Regions from separate parts of the Mus musculus genome. Here all the other regions are linked to region 1. Evidence: chromatin contacts called from public ChIA-PET data. All regions are on one chromosome and are shown on one strand. Each heading gives the region's core, a stretch centred on a gene start, on an enhancer-like site or on the middle of the called end of the contact. The rest is flanking DNA. Distances are from core to core; before and after follow the strand shown.

Region 1 (2,512 bases), core at 4-2,503:
ACCCTAAATGTAAGGTGGAATTTTGTTCCTCACAGGCTGCCTGATTCTGGAAAAGGTAGTGCAGCTCTCCAACCTCAGCTTCTGTCCACTGGAAATAACATCTACCTTGAAGGGCTTTTAGGAATTCATGAGCCATCATTGAATCACATTCTGGCCTACTTCCCAGAGCACAGTACAGACTCATTTAAAACACTGGCTTTCTAGCTGGGTGTGGTGGTGCAGGCTGTAATTTTAGCCCTTGGAAGGCTGAAGAAGAACGTTGTTGCAAGTTCGAGGCCAGCTGGGGATACACAGAAAGACACCCCCCCCCACCTCCCCCCTCAAGGTCTCAAACAAACGAAAATAAAATAAAATACTGGTTTTCTAAATCTACCAACCAACCAACAAGACAAAACAACAAAAGCCCTAGGATTTCAGCTATCTGACCCCACGTTTAGGGCTTTCAGGTGGCTGGGAGGGTGGGTACTTACCTTGGCCTCCTCCAGAGCAGCTGGTGACGCTGTGTTGCAGTTGGTATGGTTCACAGTGGCCATCTTCTCCTACTCTTGCAGCAGATGATGTCTTTAACTACTGTCACCTGCTTTGAACAACAACAGAAACCTAAGTCCTTAGGCAGAAGCTGGTTGGTCAGGAATTGTTTTGTCACAGCAGCAGCAGCCATTTTGTGGCCCCAGACCTGCATGGCCTTCACTTTCAAGTGAAGACTCGGAAGGCTGTTTCCATACTCTAGTCTTCACATTGCTAGCCAGCAAGGGACCAAGTGGGAGAGCAGAGGCCCTGGGCCTCTGCTCTCCTAATAAGTAAAGACAGGCTGGCAGTTAGGAGGGTAGGCCTGAGCTCTGTCACCCAGAAAGGACACTGCTTGGGGGATGCTGTGGAGAGGGTGGGTCTGTAGCTCCTGGAAGCCCCTATCTTGACCACCTTCAATCTCTCTAGGTTGGGACCTGGTCAGAGCCTATGGTTGAAGTCTTTTTGTCTACAGGGCCTGGACGGCTTCTCTCCTGTCTCAAGGAACGGGGAGCTAAAGGGAAGAAGTCTTCAAACTACATGCAGCTGACAGAAAGAAGAAGAAAAAAAATTCAATGGGAGTAAAAATGGAGTTCTTGGAGGAGGGAAAAGTCCTGGCAGGGAGATTTAACGAAGGTGGGACTGACCTATTTGCTGTCAAGGGCTTAGTGTACACCACTACCTCTGTGTGTCTTTCTGTGCGACCGCCTGTCCATGAGAGTCTCAACGCCTCTGCCCTATCTCTTGCTGCAGTAGCAGCAGCTCTGGCCAAGCCGCTAAAGCCCTAAGATGGGGGGGGGGGGAGGTGGAGGGGCGAAGAGGACAGCCTGGCAGCGCAATGGCTGCTGGGGGTTGTAGTTCTTCCACCCTAGGAAAGCTGCCCAGGATACTTTCAAGCTCCCATTACGTCAACAACCATGCCCAGGAACGCCAAAAAAAAAAAAAAAAAAAAAAAAAAAAAAAAAAAAAAAAAAAAAAACCTATTTGCCTTTGCGTGAACGTCCCGCGCTCACCGATCTCTTCTTTGATTGGGTCGCTTGTCTGCCAGTCTCCCGACTTTTGTCAACAACTAGCTGTGCGGAAGCACAACTGGACCCGCCCTGTCAGAGCTCAATTAAAGAGTTCATTGATGGCGTTAGGCTTTACCAGGGAGAAATAGAGATCCGGTCGCGGGGGCGGGGCTTGCGCGCGGAGGGATTCCCTAGCCTTGAGGAAGGCGACGAGCAGCTCGGGGGCCGCCGCCGCCGCCGCCATTTTGGGCTGGGAGGAGGCAGCGGAGGGACTCGCTGCGCAGTGAGAGCACCCCATGGGGGGTGGTCCGGGCGCGGGGAGAGGCCGGGCCGAGTGGGCTGCCTGAAGTGGCGGCGCCGGGAGACGGCGGGGAGTTGGGTCGGGGGCTGGGAAGGGTGAAGGTTGGCGTCTCCCCGGCCGAGCCCAGTCCTCAAACCGTCCCGGCAGCCTCTCCGCCTCGCCTTTGAGAGCGGCCTTTTGGGGTAATTACCGCGTATTTCCCGGGATCCCAGCAGAGGAGAGGCCAGTAAGACGGCTTCCCCTCTGCTGTGCTTCCACCGGGACGTGATCCTGAGGCCGAGGTCTGCCCAAGGCCTCTCGTCACCCCCATTCATCCCGGGTATGGCGGCCAGGCCCGGCGTAGCCGGACCCCCATCTGAAGGACGAGGTGGGCGCGACGCCAGTTGGAGACCCTGGCTCGCAGGGACGGGCCGAGGTTGCAACTCTGGCCGCATGCCCTGAGCAGTGCTAGTGAGCTGGAGGCTCCGAGGTTGCCCGGCCGGATTGCACCCGCCTCCCCACCCCCATACACCGTGTCCATCCCACTTCTCAGGGCTGCGAAAAGCAACAACCCTCTAACTTCTATAACAGCCACCAACTCCCCCTGGGACCAACTAGATCTGGGCACGTGGAAAGCTCGAGCTTAGCGCTTGGAAATTTCTGAGCTCTCTTGCCCTCAAGATTTCTCCCATCGAGCCCCGACTCTCCCAATGGC
Region 2 (2,512 bases), core at 6-2,505, 900 kb after region 1:
TTTTGTTTTGTTTGTTTGTTTGTTTTTTCCAGACAGGGTTTCTCAGTATGGCTGTCCTGGAACTCACTCTGTAGACCAGGCTGGTCTTAAACTCAGAGATCTGCCTGCCTCTGCCTCCCAAGTGCTGGGATTAAAGCCGTATGTCAAGGCAATAAACAAAGTCTAAGAGCTTGTCAGGATGACCAAGATACCTGAGCCTACTTCCCTGTCCTAGCCCAAAATCACATTCTTGCCTGAAATCTACTTCTTTGTTCCACCCTAAAATTAGATTCCTACCTGAACTTACTCCCTTGTCATGGCCCAATGTCAGATTCCTGCCTGAATCTCATTTTCTTGTCCTTGACCAATGTCAGATTCCTGTCAAACGCCCCAAAAGCCGCTTTTACACCCCCCACATATGTATAATTTTGAGCATCTGTATGATAACTTACTAAATAGATGTCTCCTAGTTTATTTGCAGATACCTACCTGATGGATATTTATTTAGGTTGTTTCTGACATCTCATATAACAAACAATCTCTTCCTATACTCATTTTGGAGCACAATATTTTCTTAGAATACATTTTTTGCTAGGAAAATTGCTAGGTCATTGACAAAACAATGTAGGTTTAATGATACAGTCATGTTCAGTTCCACTGACGTGGTAGTAGTATGTGTGGTATCAAAGTTGGGGACCAGCGGACTTTTAGGTTCTTGGTCTGTTCCTTTGAAGGCCAGGGACAGTTACAACCTATGCTGGCTTTCTCCAAGGAGTTTCTTTTAACAAGATGCAGCGCTGTGCCATATTAGCACGGTGGGTTAGAGACTTGTCCAAGCTAATCTTTCAGCTTTGACGCGCCTGCAGGGGCTTCCACTTCCAAGGCAGCCCCTAGGATTCCACCCCCCTCTACCCTCCCCCTAACGAGGGAAGGGCGTGTTAGGGAACAGCTCAGGCGGGCAAAGATTGCACCATCCGCCGTTTGAAAAGGAAGTCGAAAAAGCACAGAGAACAAAATCGTAAATCCCACACATCCAGCCCCTGCAGCAGCCGGGGTCCGGGTTCTACTCAGTTCATTACTTGGCGAAGAGATCGGGATCCCTTCTCTGCCACCTCCACCCCAGCCTAACCTTGGGCTGGGCATTGGCCCTTTAAGAAGCTGTCACGGTGGCGCTATTGGTCCCGCCCATCTGAGGGGAGGGCCGAATGGGAGGGGAGGGTTCTCGGTTGAAGCCCGAAAAAGGGGGGGTCTGAGCCTATTTTTAGCTCGGGGTCGGGTCACGTGACGAGAGTGACGTCTCCGAATGTTGTTGTTGGTGGCGGCGGCGAGCGGAGCCGGAGGAGCCGCCGCAAAGATGGAGGAGCCGTCGAGGAGGCGCTGCCGCTGCTGTTGCCGCCGCTGCTGCCGCCGCCGCCCGCGAAGCCGGAGCTCGAGCCGCAGCGGGTGAGCGCGCCGCACCCGCCAGGACCCCACCTCCCACGGCCCCGGGACGCCCCGCAGCGTCCCGTCCTCCCGCCGTCGCTGCCCGCGGGCTCCCCGCGACCCTGTCCTTCCTCCCGGCGCGCGCGCCGAGCCAGCCCGCACCCCCAGGGAGCGTCGCTGGGCCCGGGGAGTGTCGCCTTTGGCTCGCCGCGCGCGCCCCTCCTCATCCCTCCCTTGCAGGGCTCCTTCTCTGCAGGTAAGGGAGGGGCCGATTTTCCCGCACCCCGCACCCCGCGCCCCCAAATGTCCCGCAGACCGGCCGGGGATGTCTGATTTGTCTCCTCCCCGGCGGCTCATAATCCGTTGCAACTGCGATTTGAGCCTTGCAACCCGCATTCTGGGCAGACCCTCTCTTCACTAGACACCCCTTTCTTGTTACTCTGAGGTGAGGGGCGCAGCCCACCCACAGTGCTTCTCCAAGTGGCGAAGAACATACCCTTGATTTTATGTCCTTGACGTCCCTGCAGGTGGAAGAGGACTGCGGGGCCCATCTTACTTGTCTGTGCTATTCACCCCCTCGCCTGTGAGGCGTTACTGCGTTTATTACCACCCTCTTCTGTCTGACACCCTGGAGCTCGGGAAAGAGCTGGGAGATGAATTGGTGATCTTTCTTGGCTAGGGCAGATCTCCCCACCCCACTCCCGCGCCCAGTTTTCATCTTGGGTTTGTTTCTCATGGGGCAGAGGTTCTAATAGTGCCTTGTTAACTTGGGGGAGTCGGCTTCCCCCCTCCCCACCCATCCCTGGGGCCCTCAGGAAGATGAGAACTGGCTGGACGATAAGTAATTAATCTAAGAGCTGGGGGGGGGCGCGGGGAGTGTGTTTCATTTCGGGGAGAAGGTGACCACTTCATGTCCCTGCGTTTGGCCTTCTGAGATGAGCTTTGTCCCTGAAGAGGAAGGATAGCAGCTGCAGTTGCTTTTGGGGTGTGTGTGGTGTGTGTGTGTGTAGTGTGTGTAGTGTGTGTGTGTACCCATCACTCTGGTAGTGACCACTATGCTTCTGGGTCCTGGAATTAGCTTTGGATCTTGGGAATGGGAATGGAGAGAGGG
Region 3 (2,512 bases), core at 6-2,505, 560 kb before region 1:
GACCTCACACAAGTCAGAGACAATTCTACTGAGACACACACAAGCACACATATACATACTTCCCTGTGCATCCCTCACCAGCAAAGTACTAAAAAACTAAGGATACAGCCTTTTATCTATGCCCCGCCCCCACGCTACTCAACCTTAGCTAAAGTGCACCATTCCCACAAACCCTCTATCGGTTCTTGAAGGCCCCCCATGCTTTCTTGATCCATGAACCCCTACTGCTCTTCTCCAGGCAAATGGTCCTTAGTCATACCCTAAATGTTGATTGTTAATTCAGCTTTAAAATAAGGACTTTCTCAATAGACAGCGAAACACCAGGAATGTGTTTTACCTGGGTTCCTATCCTACATATCTGTGCATGGTGCATAGTAGATGTTCAATAAATGGGAGTGGAACTGGGAAATGTAATGTTAGGGAAAGAATGAATATGGGCGGGCAGTCTCTTGGGACATAAAACTGGGAGGGATGCAGGATACAGGAAAATCCAAGCTTCAGCTCACCAAAGGAAGAGGAACAACTCCTCCCTTGGGAGGAACTGTAGATAAGAACCTAGATGGATGGAAATGAGATGGGCCTAGGTGAAGACAAGTGTTTGAACCTTTCCAAGTCCTAATCCAAATGTCACCCGCCCTTCATGTCTTTAAAAACAATTTCCTATTGACCACAACACCAGCCCAGCTCATTATCTTTGTATTTATTTGGATGTTCTACCATTATCTTTGTACTTATTTGGAATGTTTATTTGTATACAGATCGTAGTTCCTTCTCTAGTCCAACCTCTTGAAGAACAGGGAAATTTTGGTTGTTCCACGTCATATGCTAACCACTCACTCACTGTGGGTTTACTAAAAATGAGCCGGAGATGGGAAGACTAGTGGGCGGACTAGTTCGAGGCAGGAAAAGCACGCGTCGTGAGGAAGTGAGATTCCCCAGACCTGTAATTACACACTCCAAGGAGAAGCCAAGCCCGACCGCGGGGCGGAGAGCGACGTAGAGAGTCGCCGGCGACTTCTCGGGGGAGGCTCTGACGTCAGTGCCTCGCGACCGTCCTCTCCGCTACCTGATTCAATCCCGGAGCTGGACTTTAGCAAAAAACTCACCCCCGCCGCTCTCCGCGAGCTCCGGCCCGGAGCCACACCCATCCCTCGCGTCCCGCTTTCCTTCCGCGCAACCCCGTCTCCGACCTCACAACCACCACGGGACAGGCACACTCGCGGGCGCCCTACTCAGCAGGGCGGGCCCTGAGACCGGAAGCCGGAAGTGGGGTTGTGAGGACGTGTTCCGAGGAAGCCGCAGGCCGGCTAGGCCGGCGTCATGGAGCCCCTATACCAACAAACGAACAAGTGAGGGCTGCGTCGGGGAGCGGGCTGGGCTCCGCCCGGGCTGCGGCCCCTAGGGCTCGGGGCTCTGGGGACTGTCATTGTGGAGGTTTCCGCTCGGGCTGCTCCGCATCTCTTAGCCCCTGGTGCGATGCTCTTAGCCGAAGGGGATCGAGCCGGGGCGCGAAGGCTTGGGCCCGGTAGCTCTTGGCCGCAAGCCGTGACTGCCTATTGGCAAGGGAAAGCAGCGCCCCTAGGTTACAGCACTTGATCCAGCACCTGCCAGCTTAGTCCTCCGGGTTGGTAGAGCTTAGAGAACAGAGAAAACTGTTGCCGAGGCTTGTGTCTATGAATCTATTGCTTAAGTGGGAGTGTCAGGGGTTGTACGAAAGAAGTATTTTGTGTACTTGATTGGACATTTAAAGAACTTATTTTTGTGACACAAAGACGGGCAGGTAACTAGTGACTATTTTTGTGAGTCATATCTGATTACAAGTTAGCCTTAAGGAAATTGAAATTGAGTCTTAGATTAGCTTTTCATAACTAAGTTTCCTTGGTGGGTCCTTTTTTTTTTTTTTTTTTTTTTTTTTCCATACCGTCCTTTGTTTTGGGAACTTGCAGTGTTATGCAGCTAGACACCATGAGGGGCCACATACCTATGTTAGTTTAAGAACTTTCTATTGATTGTATGACAGCACTGAAAAATCTTATTCCTTGGGCCTGAAAAATGACATAAACTAGTCATCCTGCCTCCCCAGGAAACTCATAACAAAAAGAATGGAAATAAGATGGTGGTTATTCTCTTTTTACCTTTTTTTTTTTTAAATTTGTTTATTATATGTAAGTACACTGTAGCTGTCTTCAGACACCTCAGAAGAGGGCATCAGATCTCATTGCAAATGGTTGTGAGCCACCATGTGGTTGCTGGGAATTGAACTCAGGACCTTCGGAAGAGCAGTCAGTGCTCTTAACCTCTGAGCCATCTCTCCAATCCCCCTTTTTACTTTTGTCAACAAAATGTTTGATTTGGGTGGGGGAAAATAAACTACATTGTAATGACAATTTGCATATTATATAATAAGTGTAGGAAGAGATTTTAAAAGACTATCCTGTGAGTCACGTGGAAAAGGAATGAGGCAGAAAATTGCCCTCATTTACTAAGAACGGATCCTTTCCATAGCAAGACA

What was found. ChIA-PET counts read pairs in DNA pulled down with a chosen protein or histone mark.
Region 2: a contact with region 1 is called in an RNA polymerase II ChIA-PET map of memory CD8 T cells, with 8 read pairs. The contact joins the promoter of Hdac5 here to the promoter of Hexim2 in region 1.
Region 3: an RNA polymerase II ChIA-PET map of memory CD8 T cells shows a contact between it and region 1, with 7 read pairs. The contact joins the promoter of C130046K22Rik here to the promoter of Hexim2 in region 1. A contact is called at or near these places in 2 of 39 promoter capture datasets (the 3T3-L1 cell line and liver) and 2 of 115 datasets of contacts at active chromatin or transcription factors (memory CD8 T cells and pancreatic cancer cells).

What each region holds. Positions count from the first base shown.
Region 1 is chr11:103,132,100-103,134,611 of GRCm38.p6, reverse strand. It overlaps Hexim2 (hexamethylene bis-acetamide inducible 2), which reads right to left and starts at 1,253. Exons shown (of 3, transcript NM_027658.2): 1 at 1,155-1,253; 2 at 471-577. The coding sequence starts at 533.
Region 2 is chr11:102,228,915-102,231,426 of GRCm38.p6, reverse strand. It overlaps Hdac5 (histone deacetylase 5), which reads left to right and starts at 1,255. Exons shown (of 27, transcript NM_010412.3): 1 at 1,255-1,422. It overlaps Mir8101 (microRNA 8101), which reads left to right and starts at 1,277; the gene lies at 1,277-1,387.
Region 3 is chr11:103,696,467-103,698,978 of GRCm38.p6, reverse strand. C130046K22Rik (RIKEN cDNA C130046K22 gene) reads right to left here and starts at 1,255. Exons shown (of 3, transcript NR_102389.1): 1 at 1,107-1,255. Gosr2 (golgi SNAP receptor complex member 2) reads left to right here and starts at 1,256. Exons shown (of 6, transcript NM_019650.4): 1 at 1,256-1,349. The coding sequence starts at 1,321.